Linked DNA regions of Zea mays: all the other regions are linked to region 2. A link is a contact called in public Hi-C data. All regions are on one chromosome and are shown on one strand. Each heading gives the region's core, a stretch centred on a gene start, on an enhancer-like site or on the middle of the called end of the contact. The rest is flanking DNA. Distances are from core to core; before and after follow the strand shown.

What was found. A called contact is a pair of places that touch in the nucleus more often than the background predicts.
Region 1: a Hi-C map of bundle sheath shows a contact between it and region 2, with 2.0 times the contacts expected there. The contact joins the promoter of LOC100277827 here to the promoter of LOC100285166 in region 2. A contact is called at or near these places in 8 of 25 Hi-C or Micro-C datasets (bundle sheath, ear, endosperm and 4 more).
Region 3: a Hi-C map of ear shows a contact between it and region 2, with 1.9 times the contacts expected there. The contact joins the promoter of LOC100279470 here to the promoter of LOC100285166 in region 2. A contact is called at or near these places in 4 of 25 Hi-C or Micro-C datasets (bundle sheath, ear, leaf and 1 more).

Annotation. Positions count from the first base shown.
Region 1 is chr7:167,980,047-167,983,841 of Zm-B73-REFERENCE-NAM-5.0, reverse strand. It overlaps LOC100277827, which reads right to left and starts at 1,561. Exons shown (of 1, transcript NM_001151296.2): 1 at 461-1,561. The coding sequence starts at 1,560. The coding sequence ends at 760.
Region 2 is chr7:167,818,905-167,822,702 of Zm-B73-REFERENCE-NAM-5.0, reverse strand. LOC100285166 reads left to right here and starts at 2,085. Exons shown (of 8, transcript NM_001158060.1): 1 at 2,085-2,926; 2 at 3,247-3,370; 3 at 3,536-3,679. The coding sequence starts at 2,396.
Region 3 is chr7:167,686,648-167,690,064 of Zm-B73-REFERENCE-NAM-5.0, reverse strand. LOC100279470 reads left to right here and starts at 1,898. Exons shown (of 4, transcript NM_001360975.1): 1 at 1,898-2,126.

The DNA.
Region 1 (3,795 bases), core at 312-2,811, 160 kb before region 2:
ACAAAGCATTCGCATGTTGACAACCTCCGATCGCAGTTTAACAATGGATAAATATGTTCTGTTACTTAAGGTCATATTGAAGCAAACATTTATTATTATCACATAATGGCATAGAAGTGGTGTTGGAAAGTTTGAAACTACCGGTTAATTTATGCTACTTAAGTTAATGGTGAAACAAACATTTGTTTTGTAGTGCACAAGGACCTAGAAGCAGTTTGAAATATCAAACCATGAAATTACACCATCCAAACAATCATGTGGATATAATACTACATTATTACTTGCAAAGTACATGTGGCAACTACCTAGTATTTCACATCATATATTTTACCATATATAAGATTTTTTAGGAAAATGTATCATACATAAGAACAAGATCCTTCAGCAACAAAAAAGCCTTTTACCCTACAAGTTTGGCTAGGTTAGAGTTGAAACTCAACATGAGCTACCACCAAAAACAGAGAAGAATAAAGATTCCTCAATTCGAAAAATGTAATATGACACTTACATTGAACTCATCAAACTAGATAGTATATAGTAAACCAGAGCAAAACCTCACCGATACAATGTAAATCAATATGCCTGCAAATTCAACCCAGTTTTGGTCCAGAGTTGCACATTGTTCCAAGGAACTACTTTCTGTTTCCAACATTGGAATCTAGCACGCAACAAACGAGGACAAACAGCAGCAGCAGCAGCGCTGCAACATGAACACATGCAGATAGGCAAGCAAGCAGCCTTTACCTTAAGGTAGTTTCTTCACTTCTTGCCGTGCTGCTTCTTGGCGGTGAACCGGTAAACCACCGGCCCGTGGCGCCAGCCCTCGAGCGGTGGATCCTCGTGAACCACCTCAACGTCGAACAGCTTTCTCGCCCTGCCGAAGAACTTCTTGTCCGTGCGCTTCCACCGCCTCATGTGCGCCATCACGAATGCCACCTCCCCCTTCACAAAGAACCGCAGCGTCTCTATCAAGGGGTCCACCAACTCCTCGTAGTACACCACGTCCGACGCCACGACGAGGTCGAACGGGGACGCCGTCTGCGCCACGGCCACGTCCGCCATCGCGGAGGCGTCGCCCCATCGGAGCGGCACGACGGAGGCCGCGCCACCGGCGGAGCCGAGGAGGTGCTCGTTGAGTTCGACGTTGTGGCGGAGGTTGGGGAGCGCGTCGGGGAGGTCGGAGAGGACGGTGCGCGCCGGGAGCGCCGCGGCCAGGGCGAGCCCCGCGGCGCCGGTGCCGGAGCCGAGCTCGAGGACGCTGAGCGGGCTCCCCAGCGCGGGCGGGCGCGGGAGGAGGCACGGGGTGGCAGGGAGGACTCGCAGGAGGGTGGAGGCCGAGGGCCAGAGCTGAAACGAGAGGCCCCGTGACGGGAGCGCGCGGACGGTGATGGGGGACGGGAGGGAGGGGATTTGGAAGTGGTGGAGCTGCTCGCGCGATGGGGAGGAGGGTGCGGGTGCGGTGGTGGTGGAGGGGAGGAGGTTCGGGAGAAGTAGGTCGTCGGAGTCCGAGTCTGAGGAGACGGTGGAGGGGAATGCGTCGGCGGCGGTTGTGGCGGCCATCAGACAGGCGAGATACCGGAGTTTACTAGGTCAACGAGGGGTGATTGGTTGAAGTTTAAGGAGTGTTTGGTATTTTTTATGGTGGTTTAGTGACCCGTGATCGAGAGAGATCATGAAAAGAAATTTAATTGCTATTTTGTGATTCCTATCGTGATACTTGTTCACCAAATCAGCTCTCTTAGAAATGTTTAAATACACTAGAGTTAATAGTCCGTTGGCTAAAAATTCTAGTGAAATTAGCTAGCTAACAAATATCTAGCTAACTATTAATTAATTTGCTAAAAATAACTAATAATTGAACTATTAGATAGATTGTTTAGATATATGCAACTAATTTTAGCAGGTAACTATTAATTATGATACATTCAAACATTCTCATAGTTCACGACTAAAGTTTGTTGGAGGCCTAAGTTTAGTCTCTATCTAATTTAGAGGGTGTTTGGTTGGTGTATCCTAAACTTTAGTGACACTTTTAGTTTCTAACATACCAAACGAGATACTAAAATATATTTTTTTAAGAACTAGAGTTAGTCACTAAAATTTAAAAGGTGACTAAAATAACCAAACATCCCTTAAAAGTATTCATAACACAACTCATTAAAATGGAGTGAGTAATCTTTAGCCGATCAAACCAAACGTGGCCTTGGTTGGCTACATCGCATTTCTTAATATTAATTAGGAGTAATAATGGATATCGTTTAATTAGAAACTAGTTACACTAATATTTAGCAGCTCATGATAATTTGAACACAAGGATGAGGATCCTAATGTGGTGAGAATCTAAAAATGGTTTAGTTTGTTTGTTCTTACTAGTAAGTACAGTTAGAAGTGACAACTATCAAGCTATTTATTGTTCATCGGGGTACAGATTTTGGATTCTCTCTGGCCACTTAAACAATACCTACATTATCACGATTATAGATAATGCTATGCCGCATCACCCAATTGCTATGATAGACACACCATGCATTAAAAAAAATAACTTTAAGCATTAGGCCAGCATACACTTGTGGTGGGGTCATCATCACACATAAGAAATAACTTTGACAATTGTTGTTTACTTTCTTAGTCATTATCCTTTTTTTCCCCATCTAGTTTCAGTTTATTTTAACCATAAACGGTTTATAAATAACACCAAACAGATCCTATACATTGCACATTTGAAGTGAAAGTACCCTGGCTAGGAAGGTTGCTCGTTCATTTTCGAGTGTACTGCAAAGTGAAAGTACAGTGGTCATTAATACTGGAGCGGGGATCCCTTTCTTGTAAAGTTGCATCTGTGCTTGCTATTTGTTGAAGTTCGCGCCGTGTTCTTCTGTCCCGGTGAATTGGCAGCGCGGAAACGAAGGCCCGTAGTCATAATAACGGGCTCAAGGCCCATAATCGTAACTACGGGCCCTTAAACAGGTACGGTGTGGCCTACTTAGGGCCTGTTTGGTACTGCTCGTGACTGCGTCGTAGTCGTAGCAACATTGCTCCATACTGCTAAAATTAGTGAGAGAGAATATAATACTCATCGTAGGTACTAGGTACTAATAGTATGACTATAGATGAGAGCAGAAAGCGTACCGGAAAAACAGGAAGAGCTGTACTCGACAAAAAATTGTAAAACAATTACAGGACCTATCTGAGATAGACAGTACCGCTGTTGTAAGAAAATATGTCAGGACTTGTTTGAATATTCTAGTATTTACTTTAATCCGTATGTATTATGATAGATTGAAGCGTAAATTTACACTTCAATCTATATCAATACATGTGGATTGATGTGAATAATAAAATATCCAAACAACGGTAAAACTATAAAATTGAAAAAACAAGAGGTAAAATTATAGTTAAAGGTACAATTGGCAAAAGAAACATTTATGTCCCTGCACATGCGCAGGAATCGACCATGCAATCAGGGCGACCAGCTGGATACACCCTACTACCCTACGTATCTCCGGCGACTAATCAACTCATCACTGTTCCGTAAACGTGAACGCGTCGCCCTCCATATATCTGTTTTGTAAATTCACCTGACCTGACGTATGTAGTTATGTACCGTTCCTTCCTTGCTCCTGACCGAACCGGCGTGTAGCATTAGTTGCCATCATCCGCAGCTGTAAAACAGCTACCCAAACACGCGTTGATGCAACCCAGCGCAGCGCAGTCAGCAGGCGCCTTTCTCCACGGCGATCGATCTCGCCGTTGGCCCGAGCGCCACCACGTCGTATTGTACTATACTACCGCGCG
Region 2 (3,798 bases), core at 836-3,335:
GTCTTGAATGGCAAGGGGAAGAAGAAGAAAAAACATGGCCACGAAGATCATATGAAATTCAGAGGGCAGCAAGCGCAAAAGCAGGAACGAAATGCAAAACTGCAGGTGGAGTTTTGCGAGGTATCGGGGATCCTGTGCGAGGTGTGTTTTTCTCAAACAAGTTGGACATCATGCTGTTTTTTTTTTCCCGGGGGAGATACGTGCTGCAAGGGTACAGTTAACTTGAGATCCACTAGTTCAGAAGACACTCAAGTGAATTTGGACAAAGGTTGAAAACACCTAATCCCTTAGTAGTTTTTGGTAATTAATGTGTTAATGCTAGACTAACACTTCAATTTTCTCGTTTGAGCCTTTATGTTCGGTGTTTCTTCTTTATTCTGACGGTCACGTACAAAAACAGTCCCATGCCTTACCCATACGCTCATATTGTTCTACTGGCTGAGGTTAGCTATCGCTGTATGATTTGGCACCCTCATGACGGTCTGAACACTTTTCTTGCTTTTGTAAGTCTTGTAATGTATTGCTTGAAGTGTTCCTTTTTGCCTTTATCCAAGTTCACTATACAACCTTTAAACTATAACTAAAGACACTACCAAATAACATTAGTCTAAATGGTCATATTGATTATCAAGCACAAAACTTAATTACCATTGAGCCGTGGTCTATTTTTCTTATATGGTTATATAGCACTAGATTGTGCAAAGTGTGCATCGCCACAAGACTTGTCTAGTTTAAGCTAACCATCTATGCATCTTTTATAGTATGACCAAATTAAAATTTGTCACTTAGAACTAGTTGATTCTTATTTTTCTTACTCATCGTTTAAAATCTTAGATTTGTTTTCTATGTGAAAACCACATAAAGCCCAACTAGTCTCTAATATTGTGACTTAACTCAATTTATCTGTATAAACCATAAACTAGTCATGATAATCTTGCAATCACTGGAAACCAACTAGATATCTAGATACTTTCAAATCTAAACATGTTTAGGTAAAAATTTAATTCAGATATACTTTTAGGAAATCTAGAGTTGATGAAGTTTCACTAAATAGACCTATAAAATAAACCTATAAAGTCATTTTTTCCCTCAAGATTATTGTTCCTTCAAACACAGAAGCCTAAGAATGCACAACATCGTTTCATGAAAGTTGAGTTTCATCCATTATACACGGTTTCATTAACAAAACTGATGCGGCATTATTAAAAACAGGGCAATGAAACCTAGCATTAGGAATAACCCTATTCATAACAGTTTATTCCAAAGAGTGCATAAATATTTTTGGACAGTTCCGATTCCTTTAAAAAATCTACACCCATTTCTTTCATTTTTTTTAAAAAAGGTATGTCAGGATCTCTGGAGTCCACCACGGTCATCGCAAAAAAAAATGTATCAAACATCTTCATTCTGAAAACCTACTTAAAAGTTTTGAAGGAATTGAAGGAACCCTTGCGTTCTAAGCAAGTCCATGTGTAACCAACCCATAACTAATAGGTTGTTGTCGTCGTAGCATCAAAGTAGATGGTCTCACTTTCACCCTTTTGCTTTGTGATTTTTATCCGGCGATTCCTTCACACGTTTCCAACACTTGTAACTATTTGATATTTTGCAAAACAAACAATGAAATGAACATGAATGTGAATATCCAGATGAGTGACATATCTTACTCTTCTCGATTTAACTTTGAACAGAAATTCCGCTCGCCGCTTAATCAGTGTAGCGAGCTACGCTTTTTGCAACCATCAAAACGTCGACCTGTCCGCTATGATTAGGCGGCCAAGATTGCACGAATCCTGCGCAATGTCATTTTAAATCTCCTCACCTAATCTCCTTTTCCGTTCAGTCCTCTTCACTCTTCCATCAATGTCTCCTCTCCCGTAAGGCCATTAAATATATACTAGTCACCAGCGGAAATAAGATAAAATCATAGGAAAAGTAAAAACAAAATTCGACCTGAATTTAAAAAAAATACGAACAAGATAAAATAAAATGAAAGCGAGAGGAGAAAAGAAATAACGAAGGAAGAGGAAATGCGTGAGTGATGTCGTGTTTGACCACCTCCTCCCTCGCTCGGCTCGGCTCCCACCTTCCTCCGTTGCCTCCTCTTCCGCGGCCCCGTCGCTGGGCTTGGCTTTACCAGTGGCGGGTTCCCACACGGGGGCTAGACGCCGCCACCGCTGACCCCGTCTACACCGAATCCCCGCGCGATTTAACCCCTCGCCTCGCTCGCCGCCTCCGCTTCCATACAACCGCGCACTCCAAACGCGCACGCGCTGTTCGTTCCTCGGCCGCTCTGTCCACCCCCGTCCTTCTCCGCCCCCAACAGATCTCCGCCGGCCGTGCGGTTCCTTAATTCGCCTTCTCCGGGACTGTCGGATCTCCGCGGCGGCTGGGGATGGGCAACTGCTGCGTGACGCCGAAAGCAGCCGACGACGCCGGCGGCGGCAAGAAGCCCAAGGAGCCGAAGCAGAAGAAGGGTAAGAAGCCGAACCCCTTCTCGATCGAGTACAACCGCTCGGGGCAGGCGAGCGCGCCAAAGCTGGTGGTGCTGCGGGATCCCACGGGGCGGGACATCGCGGCGCGGTACGAGCTCGGCGCGGAGCTCGGGCGCGGCGAGTTCGGGGTTACCTACCTCTGCACAGACCGTGCCTCAGGGGAGGCGCTGGCCTGCAAGTCTATCTCCAAGAAGAAGCTCCGCACCGCCGTCGACCTCGAGGACGTGCGCCGGGAGGTGGAGATCATGCGCCACCTCCCCAAGCACCCCAACGTCGTCACGCTCAGGGACACGTACGAGGACGACAATGCCGTGCACCTCGTCATGGAGCTCTGCGAGGGCGGTGAGCTCTTCGACCGCATCGTGGCGCGGGGACACTACACTGAGCGTGCTGCCGCCTTGGTCTTACGCACTATCGTTGAGGTCGTGCAGGTGAGATTTTGACTATACGTAGTAGAATCATTACTGTTGGACAGCAAAATTACAAATGAATGTAGTTACACGTGTTTCGGTTACTCTCATTATGTCGTGTGGGGTCAGTTTCTGGTCACTAATATGATAACTTTCTCAATAGTTTATTCGATAGGTTATGCAGTAGTAAATGTTTAACTGTGTTCATTCTGGGCTTCTGGCTGCTAGCTTAGAGTATCATTCCATGGTTATCATCCTGTAATTAGATAGGTTGTGATTTCATTTCTTCAGTATTTAACTCGTTCATAATCATAATGATGAGTTAACTTTTGCAATGTCAGATGTGCCATAAGCATGGAGTGATGCACAGGGATCTCAAACCAGAAAATTTTTTGTTTGCAAACAAGAAAGAATCAGCGGCACTTAAGGCCATTGATTTTGGCCTGTCTGTATTTTTCACTCCAGGTGCAGTTTGTTTTCCTTTATCTATTTGTCATTTTTCTTCATCAGTCATTGTCAATAATGTCATCTTGTTGACAATATGATCACTCGACTGTGGTGGTCTGTCTTATCCCTTTTGCTGCTTGGTTTCATGGCATATGTTGAAGAACCGAATTTGAATTTGTGTAGGCGAACGGTTTTCTGAGATTGTTGGAAGTCCTTATTACATGGCTCCAGAGGTGCTAAAGAGAAACTATGGCCCAGAGGTTGATGTTTGGAGTGCAGGAGTGATTCTGTACATTCTTCTTTGTGGTGTCCCCCCATTCTGGGCAGGTTAGTTTTGTATCTGGAATGATGGACAGTTTTGATACATCTGTAAACATTAACTGTTTAGAATGTTGAGAATAACAGAAAAGAAATACGTTCTAATCACTTGTAAATTCAAATGCTCA
Region 3 (3,417 bases), core at 649-3,148, 130 kb after region 2:
ATCTTATTATTATTACCTTATTATTTCATTCAATGCACAAACATATAACTCCAACATGATGCATATTTTTTTATCCTTTGTTTTAGTTCATCTCTAAATTTTATGTATGCTCTTTTTATGATGCAAGCGAGGAACATATAATAAGGAAATCACTATATAATCCCTTTATACAATTTTGAGTATTACAATATACCTTCGTATTACCTTGTGACATGAAGCAATGTGGTGTAATGGATGGGCTTGTAGAAGCGATAACATCGTCCGAGCATGAACAATCACCATAATCATCAAGTATGCTTGAGATAGAACAATCATTTGCATCACTTGAGTTTGAGCCATCACAGTCATGATTATCAAGTGAACTTATGGTATGCCTTCATCATCATCACTTGACCATGAGGTGGAGCAATCTTCCACAACCACTATGTTGTGGATGTGCTCAACATCCTCGTTAGAGATCCTCCCATATACACCATCAAGTTATGTCCAAATATCATCAGCGGTATTCATATACATAATTTCCTTGAACACCTCATCACTTATCCATTGATATAAAATGTTAGTATCTTGGTATTCAAGATGTAAGCATTTATCTTTGGCTTGGGTGAGATCTTTTGTTTTCTCATCCAAGGGACTAGAAAAGCCAACACTCACAATCCACCATAATTTCGCATCAATAACACGGGAATAATAACTCTTACAAGCTTTCCTCTGTGCAAAGTGTGTGCCAAATGTGTGGATCACAAGTAACCACTATACCTTTAGTCGCCATCCTACTTACTCTCGGGTTGGTTAAGGCCACCAAATGAGAGAACCAGGCTCCGATACCACTTGTAGGATCTAGATGATGGACTAGATGGGGGTGAATAGTTCTTTCTAAAACTAATTATGTTGGCTAACACGAATAAATTTGGAATTAATACTGTTTTGGTCTAGCCAAGACTGTACCCCTTTAACTATAACAAACACCTGACAAAAGATTCTAATCGAAGCAACTAAGGTGCCAAGTTAGTGAAAGAGCTCTCCCACCTAAATCTAGTTAGCAAGATCATACAAACTTATGCAACTATAATTCTAAGCACACCGAGAGCTCCTAACCATACTACTAAGCAAAGCGCACAAAGCACAAGCCACTACTAGCAAAACTCACTAGTTGCACTACACAAGCACAACGAGAGAGAAACAACTACTTAGCTACACAAGCTAAGCAAAATGGATCAGCTACACAAGCTAACAAGTGAGTAATTATTTTACAACAAGTATGACTAGATATACAAGAGCAACAAATACTCACTAGCATAAGCATATGAACAAGTAAATACAAGCTAGTGAGGAAAGTTGAAAACCAACGGGGAGTTGACAACACTTGACACAATGATTTTTCTCGTGGTGTCAATGACTTGCCGGTCACCCATAGCCCACATTGAGGTAGATTCAAAGCACCCAACCGCTCCTCTATGAAGTCTCTACTTGATCTCTTGAGTCTGCTAGTTTATTTTTCAACAAAAATGCGACAATAAAGAAATAGAGATAATATTCATTATGTCACATAAATATTTAGTTGTACTATGTATAATACGCTAATATTAATAGATATAGCTATTTATTTTATAAATTTTATCATGTTTTGTAGTTTAACGTAGCTTTAGCGCAGACGACACACTACTAGTTTGATCAAGCCGGCAGCGAAAGAGTTCAAAATCTATAGCCAAGCCTAGGCCCAGTAATGTAACAGGGTGGTTCAGTGAGGCCTCTGTAAGCCCAGTAGGATTTCTACTGGCCCGGCCTAGCCCGCTTAAATTCTCTGGGTCCAGTTCCACGTCCTCCCTTCTGCTGCCCCGTTTAGCCTCAAAGCAACTCTCACACGGTCTCAGTCCGTCTCACACACAGACACACACACCATCGTCGTCCTCTGCACTTCGGCAGCGCCCGCGCCACGCCAGGCAGCACCATCGCCGCCGCACGTCCACTTCGCCAGCGGTCGCATCTCCGGCATCCCGCCGCCGGAGCACGTCATCCATCTCGAAGTAATTCGCGTGTTTCCTCGTTCGTCTTCGTCGTTGCCCTCTCGGCTGAATCGCGTGGAGTGGAGATCCGTCCGGGCCTGCGGGCGTTTCCATTTTCTGGTAAGCCTCCTTCCTCATCTTGCTTCGATGGATGGTTACTTGAACTGTGTTGCGTACTTGCGTGGGATCTCATCCCTGTGCGCGCAATCGAATCCGCATCTCTACATCGTCCAGCCCATCGGTTATATATAAAACTTATAAGCGGATTTCTCTGCTTGGCGACAGGCTAGTGGTCTAATACATGCATCCATTGATGTTAATTCAATGGCTCGATTTCGTTCCTGTTTTCTCTGACGCGCAAGATCGGTCCCTGTTGACTCCCTTACGACCTGGCGCAATTCGCTGTGCAACTCGCGAAAAATTTGGGGGCATAGACTGTGAATCGGTGCCTTGCTTGTGAGGATTCATAAAGCGATTAGTGGATTGAGCGTAACACGCAGTAGCTGCCAGCTGGGATGCTAATGCTTTGGTGGGGGGGATGACTGAAAAATGTCGTCGTTGTTATTTTTCTTCCCTTTGCTTTGCTACCCTGACGAAAATGCAGCCATGATTAGCGCAAAGCTTTTTTTTTCCCCTTCTCTTTGAACCTAGTAAAAATCGTGTATATTTGCATTAGGAAATGATGGAACGCGGAAAGGCAAAACCAACTGTTAGGAGGACCTCGGACGTATCACAGATTTAGAAGCATTGTAGATGCTACCGGATGACATTGTTGAACTCGCTAGCAACTTCCCTTTTGTCCTTCCGTGCCTCGAATCCCAGCCGGGGATGTTCGGCGCTGACGCTGACACATGTTTTGGTGCGTCACATGTGATATTTTGCTAATCCTGTACAGTTTTTCACGGTGTTTAGGCTGTTTGGCGGATATGGTCGGATTGATTGGTTTAAATTTCGGAGAATACATTTTTTCCCAAAAGTTTGACCACATCACCACCATCTTCTTTATTTAGCCACGTTTAACCAATATTTATTTATAATTCTGTTTTTTTGCTGTGGAATAATATTTATTTGACTTCTGCTCAGCGATACATAGTGTTTTTTGAAAAAAAAGAAGCGAGATAGTGGAATTTATTAAAAGTGTAGCTATTGGTACAGGACACACAACAAATGCACATGTAAAAATGTTTCTCAATTTTCATGTACCGGTGCCGTTTAGCAAGATTCCTAAAGTACCAGCTACCCGTAGCAAATTGATTTTTTTTCACGCTTACAATTATTTATGCACATGAAAATGTTTGTCAAAAAAGATTGCACGGGGCAGGGAGGGGGGGGGGAGTCTCAGTGCTAGCGATGGTTTGCTTCGCTCACATTGTATTGTACAGTTACTATGTTGGCACTAAAATAAAAAAAT